Linked DNA regions of Sus scrofa: region 2 is linked to region 1. The links are chromatin contacts, called in public promoter capture Hi-C maps. All regions are on one chromosome and are shown on one strand. The core of a region is the stretch at or near the end of the contact, and the rest is flanking DNA. Distances in the headings are between cores, read along the strand shown. Region 1 holds the start of KLHL20 (kelch-like protein 20). Region 2 holds the start of RABGAP1L (rab GTPase-activating protein 1-like).

What was found. Promoter capture Hi-C pulls out the DNA fragments that hold promoters and counts their contacts.
Region 2: a promoter capture Hi-C map of liver shows a contact between it and region 1, with 2.7 times the contacts expected there. The contact joins the promoter of RABGAP1L here to the promoter of KLHL20 in region 1. A contact is called at or near these places in 1 of 5 promoter capture datasets (liver), 1 of 47 Hi-C or Micro-C datasets (heart right ventricle) and 1 of 2 datasets of contacts at active chromatin or transcription factors (skeletal muscle).

What each region holds. Positions count from the first base shown.
Region 1 is chr9:116,003,874-116,007,763 of Sscrofa11.1, reverse strand. It overlaps KLHL20 (kelch-like protein 20), which reads right to left and starts at 2,202. Exons shown (of 12, transcript XM_005656716.3): 1 at 2,055-2,202; 2 at 1,097-1,160. The coding sequence starts at 1,119.
Region 2 is chr9:116,400,712-116,404,601 of Sscrofa11.1, reverse strand. RABGAP1L (rab GTPase-activating protein 1-like) reads right to left here and starts at 2,184. Exons shown (of 26, transcript XM_021102607.1): 1 at 1,992-2,184.

The DNA of each region.
Region 1 (3,890 bases), core at 953-3,452:
CTTTTTGAAATCATGTTAGAAGTTGAAATAACAAAGCACTTAATATATGTGTTAATTTCTTCATGTACTTTCAAACATTATTCCTACTATAGAATAAGACAAATAAGAAGGTCTATAATGGCATTTATTATATCTACAATAACTCTCCATTTGGAGATCTCAAAGCATTTGCAAACATTCATTACTCTCAATATCCTGGTCAGATATATTAGAGAAGAAAATTGGGGCACAGAGAAGATGAATAACTCAAGGGCAATCAAAAAAACTCAGTAATAGATTTGGAAAAATATTCATATTCTGGTTCTTGTTCCTTAGTTCTAAGTCATATCCCCATCATGGTATGCTTCTTTTCTTGAAAGGGTCTGCCAGAGCTGTTTATCTTTGATGTTAAACAAAAAATAATTAAATACAGTTCAATAAGAGTGAAATGAGTTTAAAAATGAAGAAATAGAACTGGGCTGACTTTATTTCAATAACGATTTGAGTCCTATTTGTTAAAACAGATTGAGAAAAAGCATTACTAAATTCTAGGGTTGAGAAGGTCTATAAGTGTCTATATTTTCCCACACACTGTTCTATTTTTCTATGGACTAAGTTATTATGTCAAATACCTTTTTTAGTCTTCTAACAATCTTCCCTGCAATGCAGCTATTTTAATTCAAAGAACAAATGTATTAATGAACATGAGTGACATAACCAAAACCATAATTAGACATTCAGTACAGCGTATTATAAAAAATCATTATTCTTATATGGCAACAGAACCCTCTGTATTCTACAGGGAATTGAAGACTATAACTAATCTGTATAGTATCACAGTACGCATAATATTATCACAAAAAAATTACAACGCAAAAAAGAAAATTGAAGTGTTAACTACATAAAGCTCAAAGCACTCTTTAGAAATTTAAGTTCTACATTTTATTTTATTTAAAAAGCTATTAATTCCTAATATTACCTTTATTTTACAAGAATTTTTAATTCTAAACAGAATTTGGTAAGATTTGACAATCTTTTAAAAAGATTTAAATGAAGCCCTAGATTATTACGTAAATTTCATTTATTGAAACAGAAGATTTTCTTCCTAAATGCCTACCTGCGCATTGGCTTTCCTTCCATGCACCATGAAAAGTACCCTTCACCACACTCTAAAGCCGAACCTAAGACAACAGAAAAGCAGTAACTTAATAAAAACTATTTCTGATTTCTCCAGTAACAATCTCTACACATTCATCTTGTTCAGTGATAAAGAATTTTATATCCTACCATACGAAAGGCCTTTTGCAGATGCACAATCACAACCCTTAGCTAGCACCTTTAAGATGACCACCCTCACTCTGAACGCTAAAACGATTATATGGGAAGGTGAGAAAAGGTGCGCTAAATAGTCCCCCGACTGCTAGGTTAGTCTTCTCTCTTCAAAAAGTGCTTGGAGACATTTAACTTTGACAGAGTATTTACCAGATACCCCCAGCAGTACAAATACGATCAATCAGATAGAGAACACACGGGCTTAACGAGGGATATGAAAGCTCTTAGCTTGCCCAGAAGTGACAAGAAGCAGGAATAGGCACTTGCCATAAAAACAAACCAACTTCCCTTGCGATAGCCCGGGCTCCTAGAACAGAGTAGACAAACTATGGCTTCAGACTAACAGTCCCTCTACAAGCCCTTCCCCTCAGTTCCCGAAACAATGTTCATCACCCACTTGGCAAAGTCTTGAGGGTTAAGCGGGACGCACCGTATCCACTTTCTTTCCCCTAAATTCCGCCCCCGGTCTAGGGAAGCTGTCCAGGGTGCGGAACCCCACGCCCTAAGGCAGAACAGCCCAGCGCCGCCACGGGCTCCGGGGTAGGGTTGCCAGCCAGCTCGAGCGCAGTCAGGTGCCCCGCAAGGCCCAGCCCCAGTGCCCCGAACAGCCCCTTCTTGGTGCCTACTGACAAGCAGCGTGCAAAGCACGGCCCCTACCCACCTGGGCAGCCCAGCAATTTAGAACCGCAGATATTGCAAACCACTTGCTTCCCACTGCCCCAGCTCTAAGGCGGCTAACCTACCGGCTCCAACACTTTCTTGTCTTCCGTAGCCTCTTCTGCTTCCTCCTTTCGGCACCTCCACCCTTTTCTCTGCAGACGCTAGCGCAAGCAGGATGCGGCTCCCGGAGCGATTTCCTCCCCACCCTCGCTCCACTGCACCAGCAGGAAGTTGTCCTGTTCCTAAATACTTCCCTCTGGAACCCACATACTCCGACAAAGGGTTCCGGAGCAGATCAGGAAGTAGCCTTGCCCTGCTGGGGGCTTGGGTACTCTCAAAGACTGCATGTGCAGTTATCCAGTTCCTTGCACCCCGAGAGTGACCACTGTGCGAGTTCATCACTGAACTGGCAGTATCCGAATACTGAAGTCTCCTCCTCTCTTCGTTTTCCCCAGCAGAAGCCAATAGAAAGATGATAGGAGTCATGGAAAGCCAGGAATTTTGATTTATTTGTAGCTGGTGGTCTCCTATTAGCACAATCTTTCCTCTAATTGTGGACCGAATGATTGACACATGCATGTATGGGGTTTACACAAATTAGGTCCCTACTATGTGCAAGCTGCTGAGGATCCACAGACAAATCATAAACAGAGGCAACCTCCTAGATTTTCCACTGTTTAGGTTTCAAAACACCAGGGTTTTATTCAGGATGGCTATGTTAGCTTGCCCTTTCACTTAGCATTCACCAACAGACATTTAACAAAACACTTCTGTGTACCCACTTTAGCATTAGGTAGGAAAAAATATATTTTTCAATTTGTCATTTGGCCCATTTTCCTACAGCACACAGTCACAAAATTTTCACTCTATGTTTAGGAAACAAACAGGTGACAGTGTGGGGGATGCAATTATCAGTAATATCAGTGAAAGACTGTTGTTGGTTTCTTGTTGACTATATAGGCTAAGCATGAACTTAACCAGATTTTCATGGGATCTACATAGGATTGTCTAGTTGTTTCTGAACGGGAAAGTATACCTTTTGTTAATTAGCTTGTAGTGGGAAATGCATGGTATTTAGATCCAGGTATTCATAGTTTCAAATCCCAGGCCTGTGACTGACTAGCTTTAAGATCATGTTGTATATCCGGGAGTTCCTGTTGTGGCACAGTGGAAACAAATCTGACTAGGAACTATGAGGTTGCGGGTTCAATTACTGGCGTCGCTTAGTGGGTTAAGGATCCGGTGTTGCCATGATTTGTGGTATAGGTTGCAGATATGGCTCGAATCCAGGGTTGCTGTGGTTGTGGTGTAGGCCTGTGATTACAGCTCAGATTCAATCCCTAGCCTGGGAACCTCCATATGCTGCAGGTGTGACCCTAAAAAGAAAGAAAAAAAAAAAAAGGAAGAAATATCATGTTGTATATCTGGCACTTCGTAGGCACTCAACAAATGTCAGTTTTTCCTCCTCTCCTTTAAATGGACTCAACACTTACTGTATACCAAGTACCATGCTAGACCTTGGAAATACAGTTGTGAATGAGATGGACACCACCCTGAAGTGCTAGTGATCATTTATGTAGTTATGAAGGTTGACTGTCAACATTTTTTTTTTTCCATTTTAGGGCCACACCCACAGCATACGAAAGTTCCCAGGCTAGGGGTTGAATCAGAGCTGCGGCTGCTGGTCTACACCACAGCTACAACAATGTGGAATCTGAGCCACATCTGCGACCTGTGCTGCAGCTTGGTGCAACATGGGTCCTTAACCCACTTAGCAAGGCCAGGAACTCCAGAAGTATTCTAAATCATGTAAAAGGATATAGACAATAAAAGGTACAAAAATAAGCAAAATAACTTCAGTCAGTGGCAAATGCTATCTAAGAAGGTAATGTTATAGAGAGTGACTAGTTGGGGAAAGA
Region 2 (3,890 bases), core at 935-3,434, 400 kb before region 1:
TGAATTACAAAACAATTAGCAAAAATTATCAGAACATCGTAATTATAATGTATAACATTCCCATCAAATAACTCAGGCCAAAAAAAAAAGTTATAAACTTAGTCACACCTTTTAAGGTTGATTCCTTCACTTACTTCATGTCCCAATAACATTGGGGACCTTGTTTCTAGCTTTCCAGAATACAATATTGGCTATATAATACATTCACATATAAACACTGCCCAACTACATCCATTCCTCCCCACATGACTTGGTGTGGGTAATATCAGGGCACATTATTGCCTGGCTTAATAGAGACACCACACTTTTTTTTTTCTTTTCTGTCTTTTTGTCATTTCTTGGGCCGCTCCCTCGGCATATGGAGGTTCCCAGGCTAGGGGTCTAACCGGACCTACGCCAGAGCCACAGCAGCGTGGGATCCGAGCCACGTCTGCAACCTACACCACAGCTCATGACAATGCCGGATCGTTAACCCACTGAGCAAGGCCAGGGATCAAACCCACAACCTCATAGTTCCCAGTCGGATTCGTTAACCACTGAGCCACAAAGGGAACTCCAATAGAGACACGACTCTAACTCAAGAGTCTCAACTCACCCCCCCAACCACTGAGTGTTTAATATAATATGATGATAATGTATACATTAAATTTATCTGGTCTTTCTCCTTTGTAATTTCATTGTCAGTTTCACATAAGACTCTGTTGAGATAATGAATCACAGGCCAGTTTTCCAGTACTGGCAACTTGTGCACCAATATTTTCCATGGACAAAATCCACTTCCAATTTGCCCACAAGCAAACTTCATGTTTGTATCTTCTGACATCAGACTATTGGATATACTACAAAAGTGCAACAGAAGCCACACATAAACACTCATGAGAAAAGTCAGAAGGCTTTCGTGATAATTATGTTTTCAGAATTCTAACAGGCAACTACCTACTTCCCTCCATGTACAAGAAAATGTAAATGTATTTTTAAAAATCCCTTAAGTTTCCAGTACCAAACATTCAGACCCTGAAATCAGTTTCCAGACAGCACTGAAATCTGTCAGGCAAGCAAAAGTTCTCCTTACCATTAGCAATAATGAGGATGGCATTTCTCATTACTTACATGAAACCCTCAAGTCTGCAAGTGACCATCTAATTTTGGTACATTTCTAAGATAATCCTATCTGAGTGTACAAGGAGAATACACAAGCACCTGGACCCAGAAACAGACCCTGTCAGACCAGTCCCCTAACACCCGGCCACCTCCTGCTAGCCGGTGGCCCCTTTCCACATGCTGACGCACTGCCCAGCCCTGCACCGTTGGCGACCAGTGCAAAGTACTAGCCCAGTCTCAGAAACTTTGACTCAGTTATCAGGACACTGAGCACATACAACCTGGACAGGGGTTGTTTGACATGGCCAGGCGGTCAACTTTGAAGCGGGGCATTTCTTGCAGGTAGAGATCTGCCCAGGACGCAGCCCATCCCAGACTGCAAAACCACAAGCATCAACAGCAAGAGCGGAGCAAAGTGCCGCCGGGCGGAGACAGGCGGAGCGCGAGGGCGAGACCAGGTCAAGAACACATGTCTGAATGTGGGTAAGAAAATCCTAACCACTCGCCCCCGGACGTGGGGCTGCTGGGACTTCGAACCCGGCAGCAGCCACAGTGCAGCAGCGGGCGGCAGCGGCGGAGGCGGCGACAATGTCAGGAGGGCACAGCTGAAAGCGAGCACCCGTCACCACCCGCCCCAGGTGAGGGGCGCCGACCCAGCCTGCCGCCTGCCTGCTCGGGCCGCGGGGGGCGGCCACCGGGAGAACGGCGATGTCGGGGAAGCGACCGACAATCCTAAACCCTCCTCCCGAGTCCTCTCGCATCCCGTCCCGGGCCCGGCCCCCACCACAATCCTCCTCCGGCTCAGCCCCAGGGACAACACCCCCAGCCGGGCCGGCGGCTCCGGGCCGCCCGTCCGCCCACCGGCCCCTAGGAGGCCGCCCTCGCCTCACCTCCTCACGTCTCCGCGGACAGGGCCGGAACAACTCTACCAGGCGCTCGAGTCCCACCCGCCGCCCCGCGCTCTGCGGCCGGGCCCGTCCCGTTCACTCCACAGCCGCCGGAGCCCTAGGAGGGCGGAGGGAGTAAGGCGGAGGGAGCGGAGTGGGGAGGGGAGGAGGACCGCCCGGCAGGAAGAGGCGAGGGAGGGGCGGGCCGAGAAGGAGGAGGAGGGTCGGGAGCGCGCGCGTCCGGGCCCCTCGGCGCGGCGTGCGCGCTCCTGAGGGCAGAAGCACCTCCTCTGCTCAGGGCGGTGGGCGCGCATGCGCACACATGTCTCCGCCTGGCCGAGATTTCGCTGGTGCAGGGGAGAGAAGAGCTGGCAGACCTGGGTTGTTAGGGGTAGGGACCTGGAAAGCGGCAAGAGGCGCTCGCCGCGCTTCAGAGCCTTCCGGAGAGATAACTGCGCCCGTGAACCAGCCCGTGCTGGCTCGAGCCCCGAGCGACCTGGGCCGAGTTTCTGCCCAGAAGTTACTGAGCTCTTAGATAATTCTGAGTTTAAGGCAGTTGTGTTCTTGCTCATAAAGCCTGGTTTACAAATATTTTCAGTCTTAATGTCCCGTAATCCTCAGAGAAGTCAATTTAAAGAATGCTACCTTTTCTCACCAGTTTCTTGTCTTCGCCTCTTTCAGTGTCTTGTGTACTTAGGAAGCACCACCTTGCTGGTTCGTTTTGTGGGACTCCGGGGAGACTGAATAAGAAAATATCCTGCGAGTAAGGAACTGGAAACATGTATTTATGAAGAAAATGTACCCTCATTTGCACCTTTTTATCCTTTAGGGTAATAAATTGGGGGTACAAACTATTAAAGATAAAAATAAGCCAACTCGTTTTCATCTACTAGTATTTACTGATCCTTCAACTCTGAACATCCTCCTTCCTAGATCCTGCAGCCAGAAATGACCAGGAAATTTTCCAAATTTCCTCAGCACTTTGTTACTATACATTTGTGTCACCTAATATATTCAGCTTTCTCTAGGGAAATCTGTGCAAAATTTTCTCCCACTAGAGAATCTTTGAGAACCTGCTTCATTCATTTTTAATCTTCCATCATGCCTAGTATAGTGTCTGACCCATAGAAACTACTCCATAAATGTTATCATACACTGAAGCCAGAGTTAAGTGCAGGTCCAATGGTTTCCGTTCTAGAATGGCTTCTTTGGTTTAAAATTCTCCCTTTGTCCCACTTCATTTCTCCTGTACTCATTTCCCTACCTAAGTCCAAAAGCCACCCTGAGAAATGTGTCATTTGTCCAAAGAGCCTTCTCAAATTCTACACATGCACACACACACCTACCTTTTTCCTAATTTAAATGTCTGTAGATGCCAGGACATATCAAGAATATCACATCTATTTTGTGTTTCCCCCACCTTGCCAGAAAGTCCTTTAACCTCCTGAGAGTCTACCTAGCTCTGGACCTCAATAAATGCTAAACTTTTGATATTTAATAAAGTTAAGGTTAGAATAACTCAATTCATCTGTGTTTATTAATAAATAAGCCAACAAGTAGATTCTAAGTCTCTGCTAAATAAATTACTATTAAACTTAACTCTGGGCACCATAAGAAAGACAACAGATGAAAAAGACATAGTTTCTGCCTTCTGATACCTGCTAACTGAAAAAAGCTTTCTGGCAAAAAGGGCAACACTCTTGGGAGTTCCCGTCGTGGCTCGGTGGAAACCAATCTGACTAGTATCCATGAGGACGCAGGTTCAATCCCTGGCCTCCATCAGTGGGTTAGGGATCCGGCGTTGCTGAGATCTATGGTGTAGGTCACAGACATGGCTGTGGCTGTGGCATAGGCCGGCAGCTACAGCTCCAATTGGACCCCTGGCCTGGGAACCTCCACATG